Linked DNA regions of Sus scrofa: all the other regions are linked to region 1. The links are chromatin contacts, called in public HiChIP or PLAC-seq maps. All regions are on one chromosome and are shown on one strand. The core of a region is the stretch at or near the end of the contact, and the rest is flanking DNA. Distances in the headings are between cores, read along the strand shown. Region 1 holds the start of SPAG8 (sperm-associated antigen 8). Region 2 holds the start of CCDC107 (coiled-coil domain-containing protein 107). Region 3 holds the start of TESK1 (dual specificity testis-specific protein kinase 1). Region 4 holds the start of HRCT1 (histidine-rich carboxyl terminus protein 1).

Region 1 (3,540 bases), core at 180-2,679:
ATTAGGGACCAGATCTGCCCTTGGGTTTCTGAAGCCTGGAGGAGCAGAGGAGCTGAACCCAGGGTCATGGCCACAGCCTGGACTATGCCTAGAATCAGAGGCAGGACCGGGACCAGTGCCTTCACCAGATCTACCACCAGGGCCTGGACCAGAGCCACCACCAGGACCAGAACTGGTGCCAGGACCAGGACTAGAGCTGGAGCCAGGAACAGGGCCAGAGCTGGAGCCAGGAACAGGGTCAGAGCTGGAGCCAGGAACAGGGCCTTGGCTAGAGATAGGATCATTTGCAGTGTAGGAATTTCGAGCAATATGGGAGACCTGGACAGGCTCAAAGCCAAGTCTCCCATGGCCTATCTTGTGGGTAAATCTGGGGGTGGTGTGGTGCGCCGCAGTAAGATTGTCAGAGAAGGGCTCCAGGAGAAGGCTCCGTTCTGAGTAGGGCGCTGGGGTCTGTGTAGATAATGCAGCTGCCTTGGCAGTGGAGGCAGCTGCAGTGGCTGCAGCAGCTGCTGAGGCTGCTGCAGTTGCAGCTGCCAGAGCCGACCTATGACGGCCATCCAAAGAAGGCAAGGGATCTGAAGTGGTCCCTAGTTCTTCGGAGCTAGGCTGTTCGTCTAAAGAGCTGAAAAAAAGTGAAAAAGGCAAAGTCGTCAAAAGGGCAGCGGGGGAAGTCCACTGACCTTCCTTGTCCCCTTATGCCTGCAGCCAGAGCTGCAGATCTCACCGCGATGGCGATAGCTCTGTGGAGTCAGTGGTTTCCATCTTGCGACACTCGCTACTGGGTACTGCGTTGCTATAGAGACGGCAAACCATTCCAGGAGACTGCGCAGAACTAGAGCTGGGCGGACGTGGAGGGCGGGGGTGGGGGTGGGGGTGGGGGTGGGGGTGGGGGTGGAGGCAAGTTCTCTGCGGGGCGGAAGTCTTGAATCTGGTGCACTCTGGGAAGTGCGCTTTCCATCCGGCCTGGCTGCTAAGATTCGCCGGCCTAAGGTCTCGCCCTTCATACCCGCGCAGGACTTTTGGAGGCTTTCTAAAGTGGTTCTTTGTGTTGAATACAGGCACAGTGCTGTGGAATCAGACAAAAGCCTACTTGATGTGTTTCTACAAGGGACAATGGTAGCTTCCCCTAATTTCATTCTCAAAAGTGGGGCATCTTTTTAAAATTTTTAAGGTGGAAAATACATCAGACAACAGCTTAAACAGAATGGTGAGACATGGGGCAGCAGATGTTTTGAGTGTGATAACTTCTCCAATGAAAGGCCCTCACCTTGACCCTCCTCCTTCCAGACCCCCTTATAACTTGGCTTGGTATCTGAATTGAGCAAGTCTTGGGATACTGGCTTTACTTATTCAGGCACATTCTTAGAACTGCTGCTTTTCTAGAAGTTTAACCCAGGTGGACCATGAGTCATGAACTCATAGATACACAGGCAAGTGCTCCTTTGACTGCATCATGGGCTTCCTTAGTGTTTCAGACCATAGTCAAGGGGGATCAAAGTCTTGAATCAGTTTTCTTTTCTATTTGAGGTATAAATCTTTATATATTTAAGACAGGGATCCAGAATTGAGGGAGAACAAGTTTATTGGCATCATTGGGTCCTGTTATTTCCCTACCCCGTCCAAGCATCCAAGTCTGGGGTCCTTGGTCCTTTGGTAGGTTCAACCTGGAGGCCACTGGAGCTGTCTGCCCCCAAGTACATGAATGTGCAGGTGATACACAGACTGTGCACCCAGCTTCCCATCGTTGATCACTGAAATGGTGCGTCGGGTTAGGGGGTTAAGATGGTCAAAGAATGAAGATCATATTGAGAGGTTAGATCAATTGATGGTGAGGGGCTCAAGGGCCAAATGTCACTCACCAAGTCGGTATCCATCTCCCAGTCCTTCAGCCTTTGCTGTCTTCTTTGCCACAAGGAGAAGGTGTCCTAAAAGCTACAGGGAAAGGGGAGGGAGACAGGTGGCTTCATTTACAGGGAACAAAACCTTTCCCTCAGCCAAACCCTGGCCCTGTTCTTCCCACCTGCTGGTCTTCTTCTTCAGCCTGGCTAATCCGGGGAATGGGCTTCTTAGGAATGACCAGGAAGTGCACAGGAGCCTGAGGGGCCACATCACGGAATACAAGACACTGGGAGCAGTGAACATGCCAGAGGCCACCATGTTAGTTCAACAAACTGGATGGTATTTATGAAATTCTTAAGGGGATGGGTCCTAAGGGTACCCCACCTGCTGGTCCTCATATAGAATGTCAGCTGGGAGGCTTCGATCCAGGATCCGGGAGAAGATGGTTGGGGCTGCTCCCCCAGGAGCTGCCCGCTGGGCCTTGGCCACTTCATTCCCATCAGTCACACCTGCAGCTCCTCGGACCTGCAGGTGGGTCAGACACACCCACGGGAGGGAGTTGGCAATACCACTCTCCCATGTAATCAGTTGGGGCTGACAGAGGCTGGGCTTTGAAAGGCATTAATTTCACCCTTCCAAGAACCTATTAGTGGTTCCCAACCAGGGGAAAAGCTCCTCGATTTCAGAGCATCAACAGCAGAGAGCAAGGCCAGATACTGCTGGGCCTAGTTAGGTAACAGGCCGTATTACAATGCAGGATTCAGCAGTGCAGTCGACTACTGCTCCTAAAGTGTTGAGGAAATCTAGCGCTGTTTCAAGGGAAAGGATCCAGAATGAAAACCTGGAGGTTTAGGTCCCAGTTCCTATTTTACTATTTAATCACCTTAGATAAACCCCTTCTTTCTGCTTCAAATATAAAGAGGGTGGTTTGCATCATCTCTTAGGACTACTTGGAACTTTTTCCATTTGTTCTCACCTTTCAGTAAGTTTCCACTTAATTCCATTACTTGTTTTCTGATCTTTAAGCTGTTACTTGTTTTAGCCATATTTTAATACAATTGCCCTGTATGACACAAGGGCGTCTAGGTGTCACATCTGACCTCTTACTGTGAACTTTGACTCCAGTCCCCTGAATCAGTGCAGGGAGGCGTTCAGCTGAGTGAACACAACTAACCCAGCCCCAGGGGACTGAGGTTAGGGAAGTCCCAGTTTTCCAAGGGCTGAGAGTAGGCTGACGTCAGAGGTGTCACATTGTGGGAGAATGGGACGGGATGAATCTGACCCCTTGAGTCGCTCTGGCAAGGGGGAAGAAGAGATGTTAGCACTAGTGCTCAGGAGAAGGCCAAGGACCTGACGGAGCAGAAGACTGGCTCCCAGACAAAAAAACCTCACGTCCCGCAGGGGGCACTGAGGAGCTGCCCGGAGCAGGCGTTCAGCTGGCCGGGCAAAGGCAGCAGCCGCTGCACTGACCCTGTGCCGACCTCGGCGCCCCGGTCTGGGCACGGCGTCGGTCATCGCCAGTTCGCTTCTCCCTCGGCGAGGGTTTCGCGACCGCCAGTCCGACCTCACCGCACACTCCTGAAGCCTGCGCCTTGGGAGGCGCAACGCTCCCGGCAGGACGCTTGGGCTCCCGCCCCACAAGGCCGCAAGGCTACGCACGCGGGGGCGAGCTGGGGAAGAACGTGGCTTCCGGCCCTGGAG
Region 2 (3,219 bases), core at 690-3,189, 150 kb before region 1:
TTGCCCAAAGTAGGGGAGGCAGGATTATAGCCCAGGTAATCGGAGTTCAAATTAGGCACTTGCCAGGTGGAGGAGGGAAACAGGAAGCCGTTGTGGGAAAGGGGAATCGCTAAAACAAACAAAAAACAGAATTCTGGGCTTTCTATCCTGTTCCACTGATCTATATGTCTGTCTTTGTGCCAGTACCTTATGGTTTTGATGATTGTTGCTTTGTAGTATAGTCTGAAGTCAGGGAGCCTGATTCTTTCAGCTCCATTTTTCTTTCTCAGGCTATCTTTGGCTATTCTGGGTCTTTTGTGCTTCCAAACAAACTTTAAACTATTTTGTTCGAGTTCTGTGAAAAACGTCCTTGGTAATTAGATAGGGATTGCATTGAATCTGTAGATTGCCTTGGGTAGTATAGTCATTTTGATAGCATTGAGTCTTCCAATCCAAGAGCATGATATGTCTTTCCATCTATTTGTGTCATATTTGATTTCTTTCATCAGTGTCTTATTGTTTTCAGAATACAGGTATTTTGTCTCTTTAGGTAGGTTTACTCCTAGGTATTTTATTCTTTTGGATGCAATGGTAAATGGGATTGCTTCCCTAATTTCTTTCTGATCTTTCATTGTTAGTGTATAAAGATGCCGTTGATTTCTGCAACATCTTCTCAGATCCACCTCTTAGAGTAATGTCAGTAAAAACAAAACTAGGAGTTGCCATCGTGGCGCAGTGGTTAACTAAATCCGACTAGGAACCATGAGGTTGCAGGTTCGATCCCTGGCCTTGCTCAGTGGGTTAAGGATCCAGCATTGCTGTGAGCTGTGGTGTAGGCCGGTGGCTACAGCTCCAATTCGACCCCTAGCCTGGGAACCTACATATGCCGCGGGAAGCGGCCCTAGAAAAAGGCAAAAAAAGATTTTTCTCCCATTTGTAAAGACATGGAAACAACCTAGATGTCCATCGACAGAGGAGTGGATCAAGAAGATGGGGTACATATACACAATGGAATATTACTCAGCCATTAAAAGGAACGAAATACTGGCATTTTTAGCAACATGAATGGACCTAGAAATGATCATGCTAAGTGAAGTCAGTCAGACACTGAGACACCAACATCAAATGCTTTCACTGACATGTGGAATCTGAAAAAAGGACAGAATGAACTTCTGTGCAGAACAGATATTGACTCACAGCCTTTGAAAAACTTAAGAGTTTGCAAGGGAGACAGTTGCGGGGGGTGGAGGATGTGCTGGGGTTGTGGGCTGGAAATCCTATAAAAATGGATTGTGACGATCATTGTACAACTATAAATGCAATAAATCCATTGAGCAATAATTTTTTTTTCTTTAAAAAAAATAAATAAATAACCACCTTGTTACCTTCCAGAAAGGATTAAAATCAGCCGTGCTGAGAATGAGCCCCGTGTGGTTGGTGCGCGGAAGCGCACTGCCTGTGTAACTATTTCGGCTGACGGATGACATCCCTGCCACACGCCGCTCGGCGAAATCGCTTCTTAGCGGATTAACCGTGAGGTGCAGGGACAGTCTACGTGCAGGCGCACGTGGCACTCTCTGCCTTAGGTCCGGGGACTTTCCCCTAGGCGTAAATAAGGAACTAGTCCCTCGTTTGTAGCCTAGGAAACAGGCCTTCAGCACGAGCTTCACTGGTGGGTGGGCTCCTGTAACCTTTTATAGCTGGAAGAAAAAATTTATTTTATGATTAGGGTGAGGATGTGGACTAGTGTGGGAAACCACTTTATCGCATACTCTTCTAAGGTTGTAAGCTTCTGGACACTTTCTGGCTAACCGAATCCCTAAATGGAGATAAGAAATGAACTAATTTCTAAAATAAACTAAGCTGGGCTCCCGGTCCTATGCAAATAAATCCTGGCCCCGCCCATACGCTAGGTGGGCGTGACCTTCCAGGGAGGCCCGGAGCGGAACGGGCTCCAGGGCGCGCGTGCGCGTGCGCATGGGCGCGTGCGGCCAACGCCGGCTCCTCCCAGGTTCTCCTGTAGTCCGCCTGCAATGGCTAGCGTGGTCTCGCTAGCGGGTGCGGTGGGGCTGCTACTTATGTCTGCGCTGCCCGAGGTCCTCGGAGACCGCTCCAGCCCCGACCGCCCGGCACACCCAGGTACCACCGAGGTCTGTTAGAGGGAGGCAGGGACTGCCTACCGGCCCCAACCCCCAGCTCTACTGACCCGCCTCTGCCCTCCTCAGGAGACGCCGCCCAGGTCGGCCCCGAGGCCACAGAACTCCGGCGGCGGTCGCCGCCGCCCAAGGATCAGCGCGACCCAGCTCGAGCCGGGGCGTTGCCCTTGGGGGCGCTGTACACCGCGGCCGTCGTGGCTTTTGTGCTGTACAAGTGTTTGCAGGTGCGGGACGACGAGAGGAGGGAGGGGATGCCCGGGTTCTGAATCTCCCGTTGGGTCCCTATGGTACCAAGAACAAGACTCATTTTCCTGTCCATCTGTAAAGTGAAGACCTGAGTCCTCTGGGTTTCCAGCCTTATGAGATTATTTTGAGTAGCTATCGAGGTGAATGGCACTTGATAAATTGTAAATAAATAATGACCATCCCATTTAATCCTCCCATCAATCCAATGTAGGGGTTAGTCACTTGCTCAAGGTCACCCAGAGCTAGTAACTGGTGGAACTGGGACTTGAACCCAGCGACTGTCCATACTACAGTGAGTGCGGTTCCTGGTAAGATTCCAACCTTGGCACGAGCAGCTGATTACTTAGCCAAAGTGTTTTTAGAGTTCGAGGTACCAAGCAGTCTCAAGTTCTTGGGAAGGAGGCTCTGAAATGTGAACTGATAGTACATTTTGGTAGATTCAAACTGTTGAAATGGAACGTAGTACCTCCCAGGGCTCTGACTTTAGCCGTATCACTTAATTGCATTGGGAAATAGAGGGCTGAGCCAATTTGGAGATAGGAAACTAGGAAGGATAGCTAACCATGATTCATAATAAGACTGGACAAGCTAGGATGAGGGCTGGACAAGCTAGGATGAGGGACTGAATATAATGATGAAATTCAACATAGATAGATAATACTTTTTTTTTTCTTTTTTTTTTTTTTGTATTTTCCAGGGCCACACCCTCAGCATATGGAGGTTCCTGGGCTAGGGGTCTAATCGGAGCTGTAGCCTTCAGCCTACGCCAGAGCCGCAGCAACACCAGAACCGCAGCAACCCCAGATCTGAGCTGAGTCTGCGACCTACACCACAGCTC
Region 3 (3,494 bases), core at 629-3,128, 190 kb before region 1:
AGTGTTTATAGATCTTATACAACTATAGAAAGGACACTTACAAATTAAATAGTTGTAGATGTTAACATTTAATGTGACGAATGAGTTTGTTTTGCTGAGACCAAACTGCCTCGGGAAGAATGAATTACAATGCACATGGCACAGATGGTTCTCAAGATTGGTTTGTCTCCACTGGCTGTGGAAGGACTGTGAATCTCTCTTGTTTTCTCCTTAAACTTGTGTGAAACTTTCCCTTGTACTGTGACAGCACCTGGCCTCTCTCGACCCCACTGCACTATTATTTATAATTTAAGACTTCCTTTTTCTTTTCTCATTAGCTCTTGACAAACAGTTGGTGGCTCCAACTCTCCACAAAAATGGGACAAGACTCTATTAGAAGTCGGTCACCCACACGGATGTGGACTGTGCGTATATTAATTTTCTTTTTAGATTTCCACAGAAATAGAAATATAGTACTTTTAGAATTCTTGAAGAGAACTCAGCCACGTTGCCTCAAGTTCGTTGGCATCCTTTCTCACTCCTGAGGCCCGCAGCCTCCACCACGCCGCCCTCCACTCCGCCGCTAGGGGGCAAAAGGCTCACTGACGTCCCCAACCTCTCGTCCTAGACAGGACTCCAGGATCGAGCGACGTCACCCACCCCCGTCGATGATTGGCTATTCCGCCGATGACCGGGACGGGGAGGAGCCAGCGGAGAACCAAAAACGCTGGGTATGGCATGCGCACAGGGTCCTGAGACGGTGCGTGCGCACTCAGGGTGCCGCGCCGCTTTAGAGGCCGGCTGCAGATCCTCCTCTCGCCTGAGGGGGCAGATCGGATTCCTACGTAATGCGGGGCGGTACCTGCCTAGGAGAGTCACACTGATGAGGGCTGGGCCACACCGAGGGGAGGAGTCACGTTGAGAGGAGGGGTCACAATGACGGGTGGAATCGCTCTGAGAGGTGGGGTTCGCCCTGGAAGGGCGAGACGGACAGAGGAGGGGTGTCGCACTGAGGGATTCTGGCACACACTGTTGGCGGCATGGTCACATTGCGGAGATGTTCCTCTGAAGGAGAGACTCTCACTGAGGAAAGAGTTGGTTCTCTGAGGGGGAGGGCTCCTTGAGGGGCGGGGTTTTGCCAAGGGGTGGGATATTTCCCTACAGGTGGAGACTTCTCTTTTGAGAAAGAAGGGCATGTGGACGAAATAGTAAGAGGAGGCTCCAGGCTGTGTGGTCAGTGCGCAGAAGCCCCTGAATCTAAACTTTTTTCGCGAGAGGCGGGATGGAGTGAGCAGGACTTGGGGCCACACCTGGAATGGGCTGGCCAAGGGCTCACTACAGCTCTGGGGCGTCACAACCTCCGGGGAAGGTACAAAGTGTCAGGGAGTCGGAGGTTTAAAGTGTAAGGGTCGAGAGCTGGGAAATGGGCAGGCTCGGCCAGGGCGGAGGCTGGGCAGGTGGGTAGGTTGCTGCCCCGATTGTGGCGGGACCAGAGGGGTCTACTTTTCTACCCTGCCTGTCCATGGAGTCCAGGAGTCCGGCGGCTTCCAGAGCCTGGCCCTCAAAAGACAGAGACCCGAGGGAGGGAGGGGAGAAAGGGCTCTCACGGCAGCTAAAAGACCTTTGAGCTGCGCATACGCACAATGAGCCATTAATTCCCTTCCGTTATTTAGCTTTGGCTTTAACTTCTTTGACCCCGACTTCTCAGACCCACTAGCCTAGGGCGTCCCGGCCACTGGTGGCGGGGTGCGCACCTGAGGGGGCGTGGCCGCTGCCCCGAGGCGGGCTCGAAGGAGTTAAGCAGAGGCCCGGCTCAGCCCCGCCCCCGGCAGGCCGCGGAGCCTGAGCCCCAGCGGCGAAGTGGAGCAGCCGCCGCCCGCCCGCCCGCCCGCCTCCGCCTGCGGGGAGTACCCCCGCCTGCCCGCCGGCGCCCGGGAGCGCCACCGCCACCGCCCGGCCCAGGCCCAGGCCCAGGCCCTGCGCAGAGCCGAGCGGAGCGGCGTCCACCCGGGCGCAGCAAGCCGGCGCGGCGGGGGCGGGCCCAGGAGCTTCGGCAGATCTTCCATTCTCCAGGGCGGGAGAGGGAGTGGGAGCTCCGGCGCCCCGGATCCGGCTGGGCCCGCACCCATGGCGAGCGCGGCCTGCCCGGGCCCCGGGAACCCTGCCATGTGAGGCAGGCCCGGGCTGGGGGGCCCGGCCATGGCCGGGGAACGGCCCCCACTGCGGGGCCCTGGGCCCGGGCCCGGGCCCGGAGAGGCGCCGGGGGAGGGGCCCCCGGGGCCGGGGGGCGCGGGCGGAGGCCCGGGCCGGGGCCGCCCCTCCTCCTACCGGGCTCTCCGCAGCGCGGTGTCCAGCTTGGCACGCGTGGACGATTTCCACTGCGCGGAGAAGATCGGGGCCGGCTTCTTCTCTGAGGTCTACAAGGTAGGACCAGCAGAGAGGGCAGAGGGGCGGGACCGAGCCTTAGACGCGAGGCTGGGACAAGGGGGCCCAGACCCTGGCGTTTCGCCCGACCTGCGCGGGACTCGCCAGCCCCTGCTGCCCCCAGGTTCGGCACCGACAGTCAGGGCAAGTCATGGTGCTGAAAATGAACAGACTCCCCAGTAACCGGGGAAACACGCTACGGGAGGTGCAGCTGATGAACCGACTTCGGCACCCCAACATCCTAAGGTGAGCGGCCCCAACCGCTTGCTGGGGGAGGGGGAAAGATCCCGCGGGAAAAGTGGGAACTGTCCAGGGGCCGGGACTCTTCCAGACTACCTTGCTGTCTTTCCCATCCTCTTCCAGGTTCATGGGGGTCTGTGTGCACCAGGGACAGCTGCATGCTCTTACAGAGGTGAGGATGAACCAGCAAGGGGGGACCCCACCACCAAGGGGCGAGTCAGCGGCCTGGTGCATCTACAGACGAATAATGAGGGGCAGCAGGACGTCCTCCCAGGGGAGGCTTTCCTGAACTTCCCTTTAGGCAAACCACAAATAAAAGGCCTCAGCTGGTCCCGTCCTTTATATCCTCTAGAACGGTGCTGTCCAATAGATCTTCCTGCAAAGATGAAAATGTTCTATATCTGCGCTGTCCAAAACCACAGCCACTAGCCACATGTGGCTAAGGATCCCTGGGAATGTGGCTAGTGTGACTGAGGAACTGAATGTTCCATTTTGTTTAAATTTAAATAGTTGTGCGTGTGTATGGGACAGGACAGGCTCAGGATATGAATGGAGGAGCCCTAGAGCAGACTCACCCTCCTGACTTTGTGATCCTCCTGGGTCCCCTGGCTTAAAAGTGGGAGACCTAGGCTACTGACTGAAATCTTGACATTCATTCCCCTTCTCCTACCCCTGTGACCCAGTATATGAATGGGGGGACTCTGGAACAGCTGCTCAGCTCCCCTGAACCCCTATCCTGGCCTGTCAGGCTCCGCCTGGCTTTGGACATCGCCCGGGGCCTGCGGTACCTGCATGCCAAAGGTGTATTCCATCGAGACCTCACCTCCAAGGTAGGCTGGCCAGGTGGGTGG
Region 4 (3,120 bases), core at 534-3,033, 140 kb after region 1:
TCAGGGGAGGCCGTTGGGCTCCCCGGGGGCTCTCCGGAAGCCACTGGAGGGAGTTCTCACTTGAGCATCATTAAAAGTTCAAGTGGCTTCCTTCCTCCACGCCTGGCCCCCCGGGGTGAAAGCCCCAGGGCTCATTAGACTCACTGCCCCCTGAGCCCAATTTGTTTGAAGGGAATGTTTGGCCTTTTCATCCAGTGGAGGTTTGCGCTCAGGGTTTGAGGCCTCCCTGAGAGAGCGCTTCTTGGATTGAGGTCAGAGAGGGAAGGTCCCCAGAGGTCCCCTCTTGCCCTGGCACTTGCCTCGAGGAGGAACAGGCTGCAGGGGGGGAGCTTGTCCAAGGTCACACAGAGACAGGCTGCTGCAAACATCCCTCTGGGTAGCAGGGAGAAGAGCGAGAGGAAGGGCTGGGCTGGGTGCTCCCCGTGGATGCCTCAGGCACCCCTGGTCTCCAGGATCAAGACGCAGAGCTGGGCCTCCGGGAGGCCCTGCAGTATGTTCGGAAGAGCCGTGAGAACAGCTCGACAAGCCCACAGCAGAAAAGGCTGCCCAGGGCGATAGTGAGCGCCCATCCCTGAACACGTGGGTGGGACCAGAAGAGCTTGTCTAGCTGAACAGAGGATTCAGGTCTACTGCTCAGGTCCTGCCCACTCTGTACATTCTCCCCCAGGCAGGAAGGGCAGCTTATGACCGCTGGGCAGGGAGGATGGGATGGAGCAAGGAGCCTGCCATTTATGGCCAGTTAGCTTGTTGACTGTGAGCCTGGAGGCTGAGACTGGGGCCTGGCCCTTCTGACTTCAGCGGCCTCCTGGCTGCCTCCTGCAGCCCTGGGCTGACACCCAGACTCTCTTGGCTCCCAGACCTGGCAGGACCCAGGACCCAGAGAGAGTTATTTCACCTCCTTGGCTGATAAGAATCTGTCACCAGGGCCCACCTGAGCTCCTGGAGTGGGACAGTTTGCTTGACACAGACTCTGTCCCAGAGGCCTATGTGGGCTGCCGGACAGGGTCTTCCAAGTCATCTAAAGTCCACTGTCATAGTATCAGTGGCAAACACGTGTGTCAGCAACTGGTTTAAGAAAGACAAAAAAAAAAAAAAAAAAGAAGAAGAGAAAAAGGAGTTCGCATCATGGCTCAGTTGTTAACGAATCCGACTAGCATCCATGAGGATGTGGGTTCAATCCCTGGCCTCGCTCAGTGGGTTAAGGATACGGTGTTGCCGTGAGCTGTAGTGTAGGTCTCAGATGTGGCTGGGATCCTGCGTGGCTGTGGCTGTGGCATAGGCTGGTGGCTACAGCTCCAATTCAACCCTTAGCCCGGAAATCTCCATATGCCATGAGAGTGGCCCTAAAAAGACATAAGACCAAAAAAAAAAAAAAAAAAAAAAAAAAGAAAGAAAGAAAGAAAGGAACTGGTTTAAGTGCTTTATACATCTTGACTCCTTGAATTCTCGGAAAACCTTATGAGGAGGGATACCCCTCTGAGCCATTTTACAGATGAGGAAACTGAGACACAGTGAGCTTAGGAAACCTGTGCACAGTCACAGGGCTAATGAGCAGGTGGTTCCAGAACCCATGTTCTTAACTGCTGTGTGGAACCTTTGTCCCTGAGAGAAGCAGGAACTGAGGCCCAGGGAGGGTATGGGGCTGGTCCAGTCACTCGGCCAGGCGGCACAGTTGGGGGCCCTAAACTTCTTATCTCCAGCCCCAGGGCTCTCCCCCCATGGCCCCTCCTTTCAGCTCCTCTGTCCCCACCTAGCCTTGCTGCAGGCTTCCCCAGAGCTAACAGTTGCCTGGCCTCCCCTTGGCCAGCAGCTCCAGCCCAAAGAGGCTGCGCCCACATTCCCTGGCTGCTCTCCAGCCCACAGGAGCTGAGAAAACACAGTCCAGGGACTGTGAGGACGGAGCAGAAGCCGCTGAAGGGGAAGAAGCAGCGAGAAGCCACCAGGCTCCTATCCACTGGCCAGCTCCCAGATGCTGGGCCTCCTGGGGAGCACGGCCCTCGTGGGCTTGATCGCAGGCGCCGCTGTGGCCGTGCTGCTGCTGCTGCTGCTGCTGGCCACCTGTTTGTACCGCAGACAGGAGGAGCGTGACGTGGAGAAGAACCCTCCTGCTGCAAGAAGAAACCGAGTCTGGTGGGCCCAGTCTTGGATCTCCGCAGGCCGAGGCCACCTGGGACGCTTGCATCATTTCCGTCACACTGGCCGGGCATTCCAGGCGCCCCAGGCGGGCCACCGCCACCATCACCACCACCACCACCACCACCACCACCAGGCCCACTCCCACGCCCACCGCCAAGCCCATGCCCACTCCCACCGAGGCCGCCGCTGATGCCTGCGAATGGCAGCTGCCACCTGCCTCACCGTCACCAGGACAAGTGGACTCCTGCTTTCCTGCGCAGAAGGGCACCTCTCCATGGTGAAAGCCAGGTCCTGCTTGGGTGTCATTTGCATGCTACACCCCAGTGGGCAACGATGGAGGCAGAGAGCCTAGGACCACCACCGGGGGTGCCCCTGCTCACACCGGAGGCTGATAGGCCAGAGAGCTGATAGGCTGATAGGTGGTCTCCGAGGATGGACACCGCTTCGTGACTGCAACTCCCACCTGGCACCAGGAGTGCCAGCTGCTATGTGTGCAGATGCACAGAAGGTGTACCCTACTCTCTCTGAATGTCCGGGCCTCCGTCCAGGGCAATAGCTGGAAGGGGCCCTGGCACCACCCTTTCATTTGCAGAAGGCAGTCTAAGGCTGCACGGTCAATTCAGTGCAGCCTTAATACAAGAAAATAAAAAGCACCAAGAAGCTTTTGTCAAGAGGCCCTTTATTATTGTAACTCAAGTGGGAGGGAGCCGCCAGGCCTGTGTCTGCTCTGGCCTGGACCTTCCTCTCTGGCAGGAAGTGAGTGCCTGCGCCGGCTGTGCCCTGGGGGACACGGAGCAGCTCTGCAGGGCTCCAGGACAGTAGGTGAGAGGTGGGTCTGAGCTCCAAGAAAGGAGTTAGGGTTTGTAGGCAGCCGTGCCCAGACCGGACTCTCCCTGTACCCATGGGGCTCTGGGCTTCTGTGTGACAGTCCAGGGGCTCAGAGAGAGGAGGGTCAAGGCTGCCCAGGCTCTTTCCAGCCCATCT

The links. HiChIP or PLAC-seq counts read pairs in DNA pulled down with a chosen protein or histone mark.
Region 2: an H3K27ac HiChIP or PLAC-seq map of alveolar macrophages shows a contact between it and region 1. The contact joins the promoter of CCDC107 here to the promoter of SPAG8 in region 1. A contact is called at or near these places in 2 of 5 promoter capture datasets (fetal liver and liver), 4 of 47 Hi-C or Micro-C datasets (embryonic fibroblasts, liver and skeletal muscle) and 2 of 2 datasets of contacts at active chromatin or transcription factors (alveolar macrophages and skeletal muscle).
Region 3: an H3K27ac HiChIP or PLAC-seq map of alveolar macrophages shows a contact between it and region 1. The contact joins the promoter of TESK1 here to the promoter of SPAG8 in region 1. A contact is called at or near these places in 2 of 5 promoter capture datasets (fetal liver and liver), 5 of 47 Hi-C or Micro-C datasets (alveolar macrophages, heart right ventricle, liver and 1 more) and 2 of 2 datasets of contacts at active chromatin or transcription factors (alveolar macrophages and skeletal muscle).
Region 4: an H3K27ac HiChIP or PLAC-seq map of skeletal muscle shows a contact between it and region 1. The contact joins the promoter of HRCT1 here to the promoter of SPAG8 in region 1. A contact is called at or near these places in 1 of 5 promoter capture datasets (fetal liver), 1 of 47 Hi-C or Micro-C datasets (heart right ventricle) and 1 of 2 datasets of contacts at active chromatin or transcription factors (skeletal muscle).

Annotation. Positions count from the first base shown.
Region 1 is chr1:236,530,752-236,534,291 of Sscrofa11.1, forward strand. It overlaps SPAG8 (sperm-associated antigen 8), which reads right to left and starts at 1,430. Exons shown (of 7, transcript XM_005660229.3): 1 at 725-1,430; 2 at 1-622. The coding sequence starts at 813. It overlaps HINT2 (histidine triad nucleotide binding protein 2), which reads right to left. Exons shown (of 5, transcript NM_001244328.1): 2 at 2,224-2,364; 3 at 2,021-2,095; 4 at 1,860-1,932; 5 at 1,565-1,751. The coding sequence ends at 1,660.
Region 2 is chr1:236,378,633-236,381,851 of Sscrofa11.1, forward strand. It overlaps CCDC107 (coiled-coil domain-containing protein 107), which reads left to right and starts at 1,940. Exons shown (of 6, transcript XM_005660223.3): 1 at 1,940-2,118; 2 at 2,205-2,359. The coding sequence starts at 2,013. It overlaps LOC106509199 (a long non-coding RNA gene), which reads right to left. Exons shown (of 2, transcript XR_001306517.2): 2 at 1,378-1,679.
Region 3 is chr1:236,339,282-236,342,775 of Sscrofa11.1, forward strand. TESK1 (dual specificity testis-specific protein kinase 1) reads left to right here and starts at 1,879. Exons shown (of 10, transcript XM_003121984.4): 1 at 1,879-2,403; 2 at 2,528-2,649; 3 at 2,767-2,815; 4 at 3,327-3,473. The coding sequence starts at 2,179.
Region 4 is chr1:236,668,635-236,671,754 of Sscrofa11.1, forward strand. HRCT1 (histidine-rich carboxyl terminus protein 1) reads left to right here and starts at 1,784. Exons shown (of 1, transcript XM_021065921.1): 1 at 1,784-2,801. The coding sequence starts at 1,970. The coding sequence ends at 2,326.